Linked DNA regions of Oryctolagus cuniculus: region 1 is linked to region 2. Evidence: chromatin contacts called from public Hi-C data. All regions are on one chromosome and are shown on one strand. Each heading gives the region's core, a stretch centred on a gene start, on an enhancer-like site or on the middle of the called end of the contact. The rest is flanking DNA. Distances are from core to core; before and after follow the strand shown.

The links. A called contact is a pair of places that touch in the nucleus more often than the background predicts.
Region 1: a contact with region 2 is called in a Hi-C map of embryonic fibroblasts, with 2.8 times the contacts expected there. The contact joins the enhancer-like site here to the promoter of RAD54L in region 2. A contact is called at or near these places in 2 of 6 Hi-C or Micro-C datasets (ear pinna and embryonic fibroblasts).

Annotation. Positions count from the first base shown.
Region 1 is chr7:126,771,275-126,778,115 of mOryCun1.1, forward strand. PIK3R3 (phosphoinositide-3-kinase regulatory subunit 3) reads left to right here. Exons shown (of 12, transcript XM_051857838.2): 12 at 1-3,199. Among named protein-coding and RNA genes, the nearest start is that of PIK3R3, 160 kb to the left of the region's middle. Within about 2 kb of position 1,262, at least 2 of the 8 cell types and tissues checked have an H3K27ac peak or open chromatin away from gene starts, as enhancers often do.
Region 2 is chr7:126,519,158-126,526,565 of mOryCun1.1, forward strand. RAD54L (RAD54 like) reads right to left here and starts at 5,968. Exons shown (of 18, transcript XM_051856519.2): 1 at 5,340-5,968; 2 at 5,160-5,246; 3 at 2,658-2,777. The coding sequence starts at 5,342.

The DNA of each region.
Region 1 (6,841 bases), core at 12-2,511, 250 kb after region 2:
CTGGATGGGGGTAGGATTTGAGGGTTGCATTTGGAAGCCTCTGCAGAGTCCATGGCCTCTTTTGAGCACCATCTCTGAGGTGCCACAGGGCCATGGGTCTGTTGGGAATTCTGTTTTGCTCTGACAGTCTTTCTTCTCTGTAGAAGTCTGACAGTCTTCTTCCTGTAGAAAGCTGTTTTGATTTCGTAGTAGAATGGGATTTGGTGAAAAAAACAACCAAAGGAAAATGGGAAGGCTTGGATTTCATTTAAAGACTAAGCCAAGGGAGTAAAAATGTTCAACAGAAGGTACTTCTTTCTTACCAACATAATTTAGGCTTCAGCATCTCACTAGCTCCTCCCTCTAAGAAGCATTATTTTCAGAAACCAACAAAACAGTATTTGTGATGGGAGAAGGTGGCACTAGTGGCTGAATGCACATTTCTGTACCAAAACTTGAAAAGGACAACTAGAATCTATGAGTTTTAGCAAACACTAAGATTGATCAGTGAACTCCTTCTGCCCTGCCATTGTTTCTCAACATTTTCTTTTTCTTTTTTTCAGTAGGGATGGTGAGATAAAATGAAGTTGGTGCTTATGTGGTATTTCCTTAGCCTAAAGAATGATCTGTTGTTTGAAACTTTTGTAACTTGTTTGAGTAAAGAAAAGGTGCAATCCAGTGCTTGTAGATGGCTTCATATACCAAATGACAACCCAGAACAGCAGTCCTACACGTGCTTCCTCGAGTTTAAAGGCCCTGCAGGAACAGTAGATATCCTTTAATTTTCCTTTGTCTGCCTCTCCTTTGCTGGGTAGGGTGTTGGGAACCACAGGAAGCTAAGAAGGGGAATCGGACTGTGGTGAGGGACCTCCGTAAATCAGACCCTGGGGCCCTGGTGTCCAGGGTCAGGGTCATACCACATTACACACGTGCTTCCATACCGTGGTTTCTGAAGCTTCTGCAAGGAGAGAAGATGGCCTGTGGTTTAGACTTAGTAGACGCCATCTGGAAGCCTTTCTCTGCCTGTTTCGTGATCCTGCCATTGAGGCGATGTGCAGTCTGCCCTTATGCTCCAGTGGTTGTGACTTTAGCCGGGGAGCTTCTGCCCCATGTGGTCTGAGCCTTCCAGCTGAGTGAAGCTGGCGAATGGGGGCAGGGAGGGGCGCAGGCATCCACCCTGATTCCATTGTGCCCCACACTCATTAGTCAGAACTCATTTGACAAATAGAGTCCAGCTGCCTGCCAGCCCAGCCTGGAAGCATAATGGGCTCAGAGTGAGTCAGCTGTTTGAGCCTAAAGCTGTGCAGTGAGGCGTCCCAGCTGAGTCAGAGAAGCAGCCAGTCCCTGGGTCTTGGTTCATAAGGCTTACAGCTAGGAAGGCTCAAATCTGGGGGCTGAAAGAAAGCAAGTCCTACTTTTCCCTGAGCACTCGGGTGACAGGGTCTACAAGGGACCACAGACAGACAAATTGTTGAAGAGACCTCCAGAGCTGCGGCAGTGATGCAGGCCAGGAAAGGGCGCCTTGGCTGTCCTGGTCCCTGTTGCTGTTTCAGGACTGGGTAAGGCAAAGACACATGAAGCCTCCTCTGTGTCACAGATAGCGGGCGCCCCCCTTCCCCAGACTGCAAGATGAAATCTTAAAGTGTTACTGTAATGCCAAGCTAATTGCTGCAGGACACACCTGAGTGGCTTGGCACCTGCTTAAGCAGTGGGATGCTCAAGATTGGGTGCAAGGACTCCCTCCTCTCTGGTACTAAAACGTTAGCATGTTCTACTGTCTCTTTCAGAAGAAACCAAATGGGACTGAGGATACATATTTCAGTGTTGAACAGTGTGGCTCCACCGTGCTGGGCAGACACTGACGGGGTGTGGGGAGACAGCGAGCCCCATCTTGTTACTGAACTGGGGATGGCTTGTGGATACAGGCTGTCCCCCACCCCACCCTCCCAGGCCCCTGGGCCATACACACATCCCTTCACTTTCCTTTCTTATTTTTTGTTATTAGAATCATTGCTTTGTGGGATCCAAGACCCAGGGATCATTTGAGAAGTTGGAAGTTATCTTTTCTGAACCTTGTCACATGATTGGCTTGCTCCTAAGCAAATGGAAATGGCACAGGGACCAGTCTGCTAACCACTGGGCCTGGTATGTGGGGGGCAGTGCGCTGCTCCGCTACCCGCAGCTTGGGAACAGGTGGCAGCCTTCTTCATGTGAGTGGAGGTCTGTGTTCTGTCCCACGATCTGGACCCTGGGGCTCCCTCTCTCTCGGTATTGTAACTGCAGTCTCACTGAGGCAGAGGATAAAGAGACAGATCAAGACTAGAGGGACTCACTATTCTCCTGGCTAAGAGAAGCCAACCAGCAACAGGAAACCAGCTTGGGGCTGGCCGGACACGGGCCCCAGGCCCATTTTCTTCATGTGGAGCTTTCATTACCAAACGGTGCCATCTCTGGCATCAGCTTGGCCGTGGCTCAGGGCTGGAGGGGTTGCCCAAGTCCTATCCAGTGATCTGGCCAAGGACGAGGACTTCCTAACACCCCACTCTGCCCTTTGCAAGCCCCGCTGGGCTCTCCCTCTCACTGTGGGCCTCGTATGCTCTGAAGCAGCGTTGAGAGCCAGTGTGGTTCTGCCACGAGTCTCTTCTTGCTGCAGGGAGTCAGCCCTGTTTGTTCTTGAGCCAGGAATTGCACATAGGCAGCTCCTGATTTCTAGGTCCCTGCTGCCGGCTAAGAACCCAGAGTCAGTCTCTGTGAGGGGTCGGAGGCCTCAGAAACCAGCGGTCCGGATAGGGGCTTGCCTGGGCCCTCTGCTGCCAACTGCTCAGCCTCGCGTTAGCTCCAGCCACTTGTGACAGCCCACCTCGTTTCCTTACTAATTCCAATTCCAGCATGTGACTTTGGTGCCCTGTTGTTACTTGTGAAAAATCTTCTGTTGTCTTTGATGTAGTCAAAAAAATTTCATGTAGTTTTCGTAAATATCTGGTTCACAAGGAAGCCACCTTGTATGTCTTGTGTTGGGACAGTTCATGATGTAGTTCCTAGACCACTTTTGCAAATTGTTCTTGTCACCAGGTGTGTTCAGACATTGCTGTGCAGTTGTGGGGGAGGGAGGGGGAAGGTGAGGGGTGGTACTTTCTGGTCGTTTTGTTTTTTACCTTCCCCAAGAGGGGGACAGTCTGGCCAACTTGCTCCAGTAACGCAATAAAGACGTTGCAATAAAGCACCTTTGTTTTCATGCTGTGGAGGGGTGGGGTGAAGACAAGCCCTTGAAACTCCCAAGGAGCCGGCGCTGTGGTGTACCAGGTAAAGCCGCCGCCTGCAGGTCCGGCATCCCATATGGGCGCTGGTTCAAGTTCTGGCTGCTCCACTTCCGATCCAGCTCTCTGCTATATCCTTGGAAAGCAGTGGAGGATGGTCGAAGTCCTTGGGCCCCTGCACCCGTATGGGAGACCCAGAAGAAGCTCCTGGCTCCTGGCTTCGGATCAGTGCAGCTCCAGCCATTGCAGCCATCTAAGGAGTGAACCAGTGGATGGAAGACCTCTCTCTCTTTCTGCCTCTCCTTCTCTATATAACTCTTTCAAATAAATAAAGAATTCTTAAAAAAAAAAAAAAAATAGAAGTTCCTAAACTTTCTCTACAAGAAGCAGCAAAAGACAGTCCTGGAGCTGAACTGGGGCCAGCAGAGGTGCTCTGCCCCTGAGAGGAGGCCGTGCGTCCTCCTAGAGTCCCGTCCGCCCGACACAGGACGCAGCAGAGCCAGGCGTTCAGAGAAAGCCAAATCTGAGCAGCCCCCTCCCCACTCCGCCCACTCCTGACTCCTAAGTCCAGTTTATTGGTTCTTAAAACATAATTTCTGCCCAGAAGTGACGGTTTCCATATTCTATCATATCCTGTTCTGGCAGCAGGGGAAATGGGTTGAGGCTTACAAAGCCTGTCCCCTTCTTGTGAACACAGCAAATTTGAGAACCTCTTGCGGTATAGGACACCGCAGCTCACCCATGTGTACTCATAAAATCAGACTGGGTAGGGGAACACTCAGTTATTCTAAATGGCCCTGCCTGTGGCCTTCCACCCTACCATATACATAGCTACAAGCACCTCCTAAGGCTACTGGAACTATGGATGGAAGATTGCCCTTAATCCCGAGGTGTTCCCACTTCTGTGTTTAGAACTCATATTCCCATCACCTGCCCAGGCCTCTTTTGCACTCTGCTGGCTGCATGTCGCCATGGGAACCTGAGTGTCCCACAGGCACTTCAAACTTGTGTACTGCACAGAGAAAAGCTAAGGTTGGCCATGAACTCCATTCCCTTCCTACCACCAAACCCACCATCGTGTCTGCCCACGTAACTCCTCTCTGTCCCGCCTGTCCTTGAACTAAAGCCGATACCTCCACACATCTTTGGGATTCTGTTTTCTCTCACTTTTACAGAAAGTTCCTGTGATCGGTTCTTTCCTCTTCGCTGGATCACCCCACTGACTTAAGAGTGTGTGTCTCCTGCTTCCCCACACCCTAGTCAATACCAAATCTGTTTCTTTTCAAAGCCAAGCCTTTGCCAAGAGCTTCCAAGGTCTGTTTCCGTACCTCCAGCGTTTCAGCGTAGCGTCCATCGTCACTTGAGACTGCTCTCCTTGGTGCCGCCTTCGCTAAGCAGCAGTCTCCACGCAAGACCGCGCCCCATCTGACCCCGTCACGACCCGCTCACCTGGCTTTCCTCAGACATCTGTTCCTCTTAACTCTCCTTTTCCAGGCTTCTTTTCACTTATGCCTTTTTTTCCTGGCAGCTTTCTGCACACCTAAGAATCCACCTAGCATTTCAAGGCCAATTAGGTCTCCTGCCTGGGCGTCTACTGGCAAATACCTCAGACTCAGCACACTGAACACAGCACTGAGGGCAAGGTCACCACCGGCCCTGTTCTCTTCCACTGTTTCTATTTCAGTGAACAGAAATACAATCCATCCTGTTACAGCCTCATTAATTTTACCTTCTGAATATCAAAACATCACTTTTTTTTTGACAGGCAGAGTGGACAGTAAGAGAGGGAGAGACAGAGAGAAAGGTCTTCCTTTTGCCGTTGGTTCACCCTCCAATGGCTGCCGCGGCCGGCGTGCTGCGGCCAGTGCACTGCGCTGATCCGATGGCGGGAGCCAGGTGCTTCTCCTGGTCTCCCATGGGGTGCAGGGCCCAAGCACCTGGGCCATCCTCCACTGCACTCCCTGGCCACAGCAGAGAGCTGGCCTGGAAGAGGGGCAACCAGGACAGAATCCGGCGCCCTGACCGGGAGTAGAACCCGGTGTGCCGGCGCCACAAGGCGGAGGATTAGCCTAGTGAGCGGTGGCGCTGGCCAAAACATCACTTCTAACTTCGCTGTTACACTACCATCTCTAACCTTAATCCTGGAAGGCCTCCCTTTTCCAGTCTTGCCTGCCTCAAATCCATTCTCATTATAGCAACAAGTTATCTTTCCAAAATACAAATCCGAGCCTGTGCCAAACATGACTTTTTAATTGTTCTTTGATCACAAATGTTATGAAATATTCTGGCTTCTCCCGGATTCAGGCTCTCATCCCCCTCTTTGTTTTTATTGGCTCAGTCTCCCCATCTTGGGCCTTTTGTCTGTACTTTCCCTGGACAACCCTCACCTGTAGCTTTTGTTTGTTTTTGTGAGAGACAGAAAGGTCTTCCTTCCGTTGGTTCACTCCCCAAATGGCCACCACGGCCAGCATTGCGCCAATCCGAAGCCAGGAGCCAGGAGCCTGGTCTCCCATGCGGGTGCAGGAGCCCAAGCACCTGGGGCATCCTCAATTGCCCTCCCGGGGCACAGCAGAGAGCTGGACTGGAAGAGGAACAACCAGGACTAGAACCCAGTGCCATGTGGGATGCCAGTGCAAGTTACACACACACACTGGGGGGTGGGGGGGGTCCATCCGTTGGTTCACTCCCCAATTGCTGGAGCTGTGCCAATCCAAAGCCAGGAGGTGAGAACTTCCTCCGGGTCTCCCACACAGGTGCAGGGGTCCAAGGACTTTGGCCATCTTCTGCCTTCCCAGGCCATAGCAGGGAACTGGGTAAAGTGGAGCAGCCGGGACTTGAACCAGCGCTCATACGGGATGCTGGTACTGCAGGCAGCAGCTTTACCTGCTATGCCATGGTGCCAGCCCCTTCCTGTAGCTTTAATCACCATCTGTTTCCTGAGGGCTTCCAAATTCATATGTCCAGCCGCCCACACTCTTCTTCCTTCCTCAGACGGGGATTATCTCCTCACTGCTGCTGTCTTAGCTCAAGCCATGATAATGGGTTCCTCATTCCGTCTCCGGCCTGCTTCCTTCATCACTAGTCATCTTCCTTCAACATGACCTGATGCCACTTCCCTGGTTATTTTCAGAAATGCCTCACTCCTGGAGTATAAAGCACCAGTGTCTCAGGGGGGAGCGCCACTGGCACTGGGGGGCAGCTGCCTGTCTATTCTGGGATGCTTAGCATCTCGCACCCTCATTTCCAAATCCCTACTTCTGCAGTTCCCCTAACGGCAGGATGGTGTGGTGCTTCTGATCAGATCCTGGAACACATGGCACCCTCTGCCCTTCCTGAGACAGCGACCTGTGATGTGTCTCCCTAGTGGAAGGAAGACTGGAGAGAGGGCATGTGGCAGGGCAGGAAGGTGCTGTTTGGGATGCCCACATCCCATATAGGAGTGCTTAAACTTGGCTCTGCTTCCAATTCCAGCTTCCTGCTAACGCAAACCTTGGAAGGCAGCAGGTGATAATGGGACAACTACTGGTCCCTGCCACCCATGTGGGAGACCCTGGTTGAATTGTTGTTGGGGTTTGAGTGACCCAGCAGATGGGAGGTCTGTTTGT
Region 2 (7,408 bases), core at 4,718-7,217:
CAGCAGATAAAAATCTCTGTCTCTCCCTCTAACTCTGCCTTTCAAATAAATAAATCTTTAAAAAGAAACCTATTATTGGGGGGGGGGGGGGGTGGAGTTGTGACACAGAGGGTTAGGTTGCCACCTGTGAAGCAGGTACCCAGATCAGTGCCAGTTCCAATCCATCTCCTTCCTAATGCCACTAGGAAAGCAGCAGAAGATGACCTAAGTACTTGGCCCTTGCCACCCACATGGGAGACCCAGATCCAGGTGGAGTTCTAGGCTTCTGGCTTTGGCCTTCCAGCCCAGGTCATTGCAGCCATTTGGGGAGTGAACCAGCAAATGAAAGAGCTGTCTCTCCTTCTCTTTCCTAAGAAGCCAGTGTGGTGGTTCAATAGGTTAAGCAGCTGTCTGCAATGTCGACATCTCCACTCCCAATCCAGCTTCCTGCTAATGCACCTGGGAAACCAGCAGCAGATGATCCAAGTCCTTGGGCTCCTGGCTTGGGTGTCCCAGCCCTGGCCATTGCAGACATTTAGAGTGAACCAGTGAATGGAAGATGTCCCTCTCTCTATAATTCTTTCAAATAAAATCTTTTTCTATATAAAGGGAAAGGAGGAGGGGGAAGGAGGGGAGGGGAGAGGGAATGAATGAGAATGTCTTCCATCTGCTTGTCCACAAATGGCCATGGCTGGACCAGACCAAAGCCAGGAGCTTCATCGGGGTCTCCCACATGGAGAGGGGGCCATGGACTTGGGCCATCTTCCATTGCTTTCTCAGGTGCAGCAGCAGGGAGCTGGGTCAGAAGCACAACAGCTGGGACTCAAACTGGCTCTCATATGGGATCCTAGCACTGCAGGCTTTGCCCACTACACCGCAGCACCGGCCCCAAAAATAAATCTTAAAAAAAAAAAAAAAAAAAGAAAAAAAAAAAAAAGAATCCTGAATGAAAAGTGTCCTAGAACTACACACCATTTTAATGCTATTTATTAAAGATCAAAACACATTCTGTGGTACTATTAATACAATAATCATAAAATTATCACACAAAACAAAGTATGATGAAAACAATTCAGTACAGTGGTTACCTAAAGGGATATGAAGAGGATTACAGCTATGGCAATGTTCTAGTCCTGAATGGTGGGTTCACAGGGGTTTATTTTATAACTTAGTTACATATATTCTTTTCAAATAGTACTTTAAATGTTCTTTAATGTTTGCTGAACATAAAGTTGATTAGCCTCAGTTACATATATTCCCATCAATATATTCCCATTTTCTCCTTCAAAAATGTTCTATTAAAGGCTGACATTTGGCATATGCATTTGGTTAAGCTGTTGCTTGGATATCCACATGCCATATCAGAGCGCCTGAGTTCAAGTCCTTGCTCTTTCCAAGCCCAGCTTCCTGTTAATGAATACCCTTGAAGGCAGCAGTGGTGGCTCAAGTTCTCAGGTCCCTGCTACCACATGAATTGAGTTCCCGGCTCCTGGTTTCACAGTGAAACAGCATCAGCTGTTGAAGACATTTGAAGGAGTGACCCAATGGATGGAAGATCCCTCTGTGCCTCTGCCTTTCAAATAAATATGCTTATTTGTATCAAAGTGTTTCACAAAAAGCCTGGAAGAATGAGTCTTGGAGCTAAGCAGATCTGCTCCACACACCAATTACTGAATAACTTCAGGCAATTTAGCCCTGTAAAGTTGCCACCTGCAGTGCCAGCATCTCATGTGGGTGCAGGTTCGAGTCTAGGCTGCTCCACTTCTGATCCAGCTCTCTGCTATGGTCTGGGAAAGCAGTAGAAGATGGCCCAAGTCCTTGGGCCCCTGTATCCACATGGGAGACCTGGAAGAAGCTCCTGGCTCCTGGCTTTGGATTGGCTCAACTCCAGCCATTTTGTCCATTTGCAGACTGAACCAGAGGATAGAAGATTTCTCTCTCTCTCTCTCTCTCTCTCTCTGCCTCTCTGTAACTCTTTCAAATAAATAAATATTAAAAAAAAAATATTTGAAAGGCAGAGTGACACAGAGACATAGGAGAGAAAGAAAGACATCTTCCATCTGCTGATCCATTCCCCAAATGCCTGTAATGGCTGGGGCTGAACCAGGCCAAAGCCAAGAGCCAAGAACTCCATCCCGGTCTCCCTCGTGGGTGGCAGATGCCCAGTTACTTGGGCCATCTTCTGCTGCCTTCCCAGGTGCATTAGCAGGGAGCCAGATGGGAAACAGAACAGTCTGGACTCAAACTGATGCTCCAGTATGGAATGCCAGCATTGCAAGCAATGGCTTAAACCCGCTGCACCACAACACTGGCTCCCTCAGTTTTCCCACCTTAAAAAATGAGCACCATATAAGATAATACATAGTACCTGTCATAGCAATGATTAAGTTAGACTTTACTATTAGGAAATACATGAAAATAACAGAACCCTAATATCCCCACCGTGACCTTTGCTCTCCTCTACCCTTGCTTTCTCAGGAACTGCAGCCACCTGAGACCTGGCGCCCATGCAGCCGTAAACAAGGGAGGACTTCGAGTCAGGCACACATCTCCAAGCAGGCTACAGCAGCTATGGTCAGGCTACTTTTCTGTGGAGCAAGGAGAGAGATCCGTGGAGGAGTCTACCTAGGCAAAACGACTGGACACACACATACACGTAAGCTACGGCTCTGACTTACATGTTGACTGCTATCCAGACAGGGTGGTCGATCGGTCAGCTGAGTCAAAGGTTTCCGGAAAGGAGACAGGAAGCATTCCTGCATCTGGCTCTCGCTTCTGGATTTCTGTTTCTTAGGAGTCTAGGAGAGAGAAATGGAGAAGCTGAAGTCAGGAAGACCACACAGATCACCATAAAGGCAACAAACACTTGAGGCGCCAGGCATTGTGCTAACGACCACTTCCCACGTATGAGTGTGTAGCATCTTCACAGTAACCCTATGATATGTTTAGTATTATCCTGACTGCATAGATGAGAGAAACCGGAGCTTAATGAGATTAAGTACCTTGCCTAAACTGAGGGGCGGTGGCAGGGCGATGGGAGAGGTGAATGAAGGCCTGTGATTGAGGTCCACCAGCAGCATGGCGTTATGGTGACCCCAAAACTTCACTCCAAAAACTTCAAGAAATGGTTAAGCAAACAAATGCTTCCCTCCCTAAGTTTCCTGAGGGAGGGACCAGAGTACCATTGTCCCTAGCTCTCAGACCATTGAGGCCACTCAGTTCACCCCATGGCAGTGAGGACACTGGCTCCAAAACCATTTTCTTTTCTTTTTTTTTTTTTTTTTTTTTGACAGGCAGAGTGGACAGTGAGAGAGAGAGAGGTCTTCCTTTGCCATTGGTTCACCCTCCAATGGCTGCCGCGGCCGGCGCACCACGCTGATCCGATGGCATGAGCCAGATACTTCTCCCGGTCTCCCATGGGGTGCAGGGCCCAAGCACCTGGGCCATCCTCCACTGCACTCCCTGGCCACAGCAGAGAGCTGGCCTGGAAGAGGGGCAACCGGGACAGAATCTGGTGCCCCGACCGGGACTAGAACCCGGTGTGCCAGCACCGCTAGGCGGAGGATTAGCCTAGTGAGCCGCGGCGCCGGCCAAAACCATTTTCAAATGCCACAGCAACAAACAGCACTATTCATGCTGAGAATGCTACCCCCACCCCGCCAAGTTCAAGTCTGAGAACCTGTAAGTGCCCAGAGGAAGCTAATATGCCTTTCTCACAGGTAGAGGAGTCCCCCTGTAACTACAGAGGAAATCACACCAAGCCACCAGGCCAGAACTCACTTGTACCAGCCTGCCCCACTATCTGAAACTCCGGTGATCTTTAAGACACATCTGAAACAAACGCCAGGCTCCCGTGCCCTCTCTCTACATGCCTTTACCACACTGCCCTACCAGAAAGTGCCGTCCAGTCCTCAGCTGATTCTTTCCTCCAGCGCTCCAGTGACCGAGCCCTTGCTGCTTGAGCTGCGCACTCTCTCAAGTACATGCTGCACCGTTCTGTTTGTTTGTTTTGATTTACATACGTCCTGCTCACAGCCCTTCCCGGCAAGCGTCCAAGGCGGGGAGGGGAGCACAGCCCAAAACAGAACGCGCTGTACTTGAGTATGAACAGGAATTGGAGGGTACAACGCCTCTAGGCCCACGTGAGCTCAGGATCCTAAAGTAAGCTCACAATACTCTACTGTGACCCCTGGCTGAGGACAAAGAGTAAAAGAGCAGGCTGCTGGCTGCTGTGTGGTGGAGCCCATCTTTTCCCAACGAAGTCAAAGAGCCCAACCCAAAGCTCTTTTGCTTTGGGACACTCCTCCCCACCAGGAAAATTAAGGATATATTAGCTGGGGCTGGCGCTATGGCAAAGCGGGTAAAGCCACCGCCTGCAGTGCCACATCCCATATGGGTGCTGGTTCAAGTCCCGGCTCCTCCACTTCCTATCCAGCTCTCTGCTATTGCCTGGGAAACCAGTAGAAGATGGCCCAAGTCCTTGGGCCCCTGCACCCACGTGGGAGACCCGGAAGAAGCTCCTGGCTTCAGATCAGCATAGCTCGGCTGTTGTGACCAACTGGGGAGTGAACCAGCAGATGGAAGACCTCCCTCTCTCTCTCTGCCTCTACTTCTGTGTGTAACTCTGACTTTCAAATAAATACATAAATCTTTAAAAAAATAAAAAGTATATATTAGCTTCTAGGGATTACTTGAAGACAAAGATTTCATTAATCGTGTTCAATGTCTAGCACATAGTAAACACTCATTAAAAGTTTACTGAATATATATAGGGGCAGTGCTCTGGCACGGCTTAAGCTGCCACCTGGGACACCAGCATCCACGTCAGGGTGTCAGTTTGTTCAAGTCCCAGCTGCTCTGCTTCTGACCCAGCTCCCTGTGAAGGCGCCTGAGAAAGCAGCAGGTGGCTCAATATCTGAGCCCCTGACACCCAGATGGGAGACCCAGAAGGTGTTTCGGGCTCCTGCATTTGTCCTGGCCCAGCCCTGGCCATTGCAGCCGTTTGGAGAGTGAGCCAGCAGACAGAGGATCTCTTTCTCTCTCTCTCTCTCCCTCTGTCAGTCTTTCAAATACATAAATTAAAAAAAAAAATTTACTGAACATATGAAAGGCTTCTGGGGGTGACTAGGAAACTCCAGAAACCAAGCCCAGGCTTCCTTTGCGCCCACTGGAGTACTCACCACGGTCTCAGGCTGCCAGTCTGCATCGTCAGGGCATCTGCCCTCCGGCTTTCTCTTAGCCAGCTGGCTGGGAGCCAAGCTCCTCCTCTGCAAGGTAAAAAGGAAAATTGAAAACCTACAGGGATCCTGAAGCCCGGGCCCACTACAACAGCCTATCTTTTCCCTTAGGCGCACACTCACCATCCTGGGCCCAGGAGCACAAGTCAAGAGCCCATTAGCCAAAGGTCAAAGGCGCCGGCAGCTGAGAATGCAGAGCTAGGGCCTGCTACGGAGGAGGCTGCTAACTACAGAGGGGACATGGTTGGAATGAATTCGGCCACGGGCTAGAGCCCGGGCCCAAAGTGTGCAAGTGTGTCTGCTGCCAGTTAAGCGAGGCGGAAGACTAGGCCAGAGGGAGGGTCCCGGCAGCGTTAAGAGTGGGGTGGGGGAGGGGTGGAGTCCCAGGCCGGACAGAGTAGAATCAGGATGATGGTCCCAGTCAGGGTGTCGGAAGGAGATTGTTGCGGGGCTAAAGCAGTCACGGGCAAGGACAGAGAAGCTGAGGTTCAAGTCCAAGGCTTCAGGGCCAGGCACCGAGTCCGGAGAAGGAGTTTCCCGGGTTGGAACGCGGATACGAAGCCCGGACTGAGAGAGGTCCAGCAGGGACCCCAAAGGAACCAGTAAAAGACCCAGTTTGGGAAAAGAATCCCAGGAGGGAAAGAAAAGAGCAGCAGGGACGGACTCAGGCCTACGCAGCTCCCCGGTAACCCTCCTCTTGCCAAAGCGCGCGTTAACAGCCGCCCGGACTTCCCGACCCGCCAGGCCGGGTCAATCGAACCTCCCGCCGCGTTGCCGCCGCATCACCCATTGGCTACGTTCGATGCGTTCGGCGCTCGCGACAGAGGAAGGGGCGGGCCTAGGTGCAGCGGCTGCGAAGGTCTGGGTCCTAGAGCTGCAGATCGGTCAGGGAGTGGGGCGCTGGGTGGGAGCGCGGGCCGTGCGGCGCCGGGAGCCGGCTGGGCTGGGTGGGCCAGGCCCCGCGGAATCAGAGCCGAACGGGGTGCAGTTCCGCCGGCTATTGTCCCAGGCAGGAGAGCTGTCCCCGCAGCAACTTAAGGGACGATTTAGAGCGCGGAATGTGCACAGAAGCCTGGCGATTATGAAAAGCCGCAAATTTCTGCGCGTTTTGGTCGTGCTCAGGGCAGATCGCATCTTCCCTGGGTCATACCTGGAGCGAAGGACCCAGAGGACCTGATTTTCTCGGTTTGGAGGGTTTTGGTTTTGGTTGTTTTATTGTTTTTTTTTGTTTTTTTTTTTTTGTTTTTTTTCAGATTTATTTACGGGGACCGCTTTAAGCCTCTGCCGGCGATGCCGGCATGCAATATGGGCGCGGGTTCCAGACCACCTGCTCCACTTCCAATCCAGCTCCCTGCTACTGTGCCTAGGAAAGCAGCAGAAGTTGGCCCAATTGCTTGGGCCCCTGGAGACCCAGAAGAACCTCCTGGCTCCGGATTGGTCCAGCTCCAGCCCTTTCGGCCATTTGGGGAGTGAACCTAGAGATGGAAGATGTCAGCTCTCCGTCTCTATAACTCTGCCTTTCAAATAAAAAAAATCTCAAATATTTATTTGAAAGTCACAGAGAGATAGGAGGAGAGACAGAGACTTTCCATCTGCTGGTTCACTCCCAAGATGGGAGCTTTTTCATTCTGCCACGTGGGTGCAGGGGCCTAAGCACTTGGGCCATCTCCCGCTGTTTTCCCAGGTGCATTAGCAGGGAGCTGGATCGAAGCAGCCAGGACTCAAATGAGCCCCTGTATGGGATGCCAGCATTGAAGTCAGGGGTTTTCTTTTTTCTAGCCCAAACAGTGTTGGTGTTAGGCTTTAGGATTTTAGGGTTCGAATAAGCATCCAGATGACTCACTAAGGCAGAAAATATTTTTATTTTAGGGAGCACAGAATAGGTGGTTAAAGAGAGGGTTCAACCTGTCAGGACAGAGGGTGGGGGTTTGAAGTCAGGCTTCATTCCACTAGGGCAGCAGGCAGAGTGCCTTCTTGGTAAGGCATGTGGATGTTCTCAGAGTGCCGCGTGGGCCCTGATCAGGGAGATAGGGGACCTGCAGAAAGGCTGGGAGTCTTGGCAGTTTGGAATGTCCCAGGTGAGGGGCTTTGCCTGGCAATAAAAATTCCACTAGCCTTTAGACTAACCGTGCCCAGTGTCACTGGGTTTGGGGTCAACTATCTGTGCCTTAGTGGCCTAATGGGTTCTAACA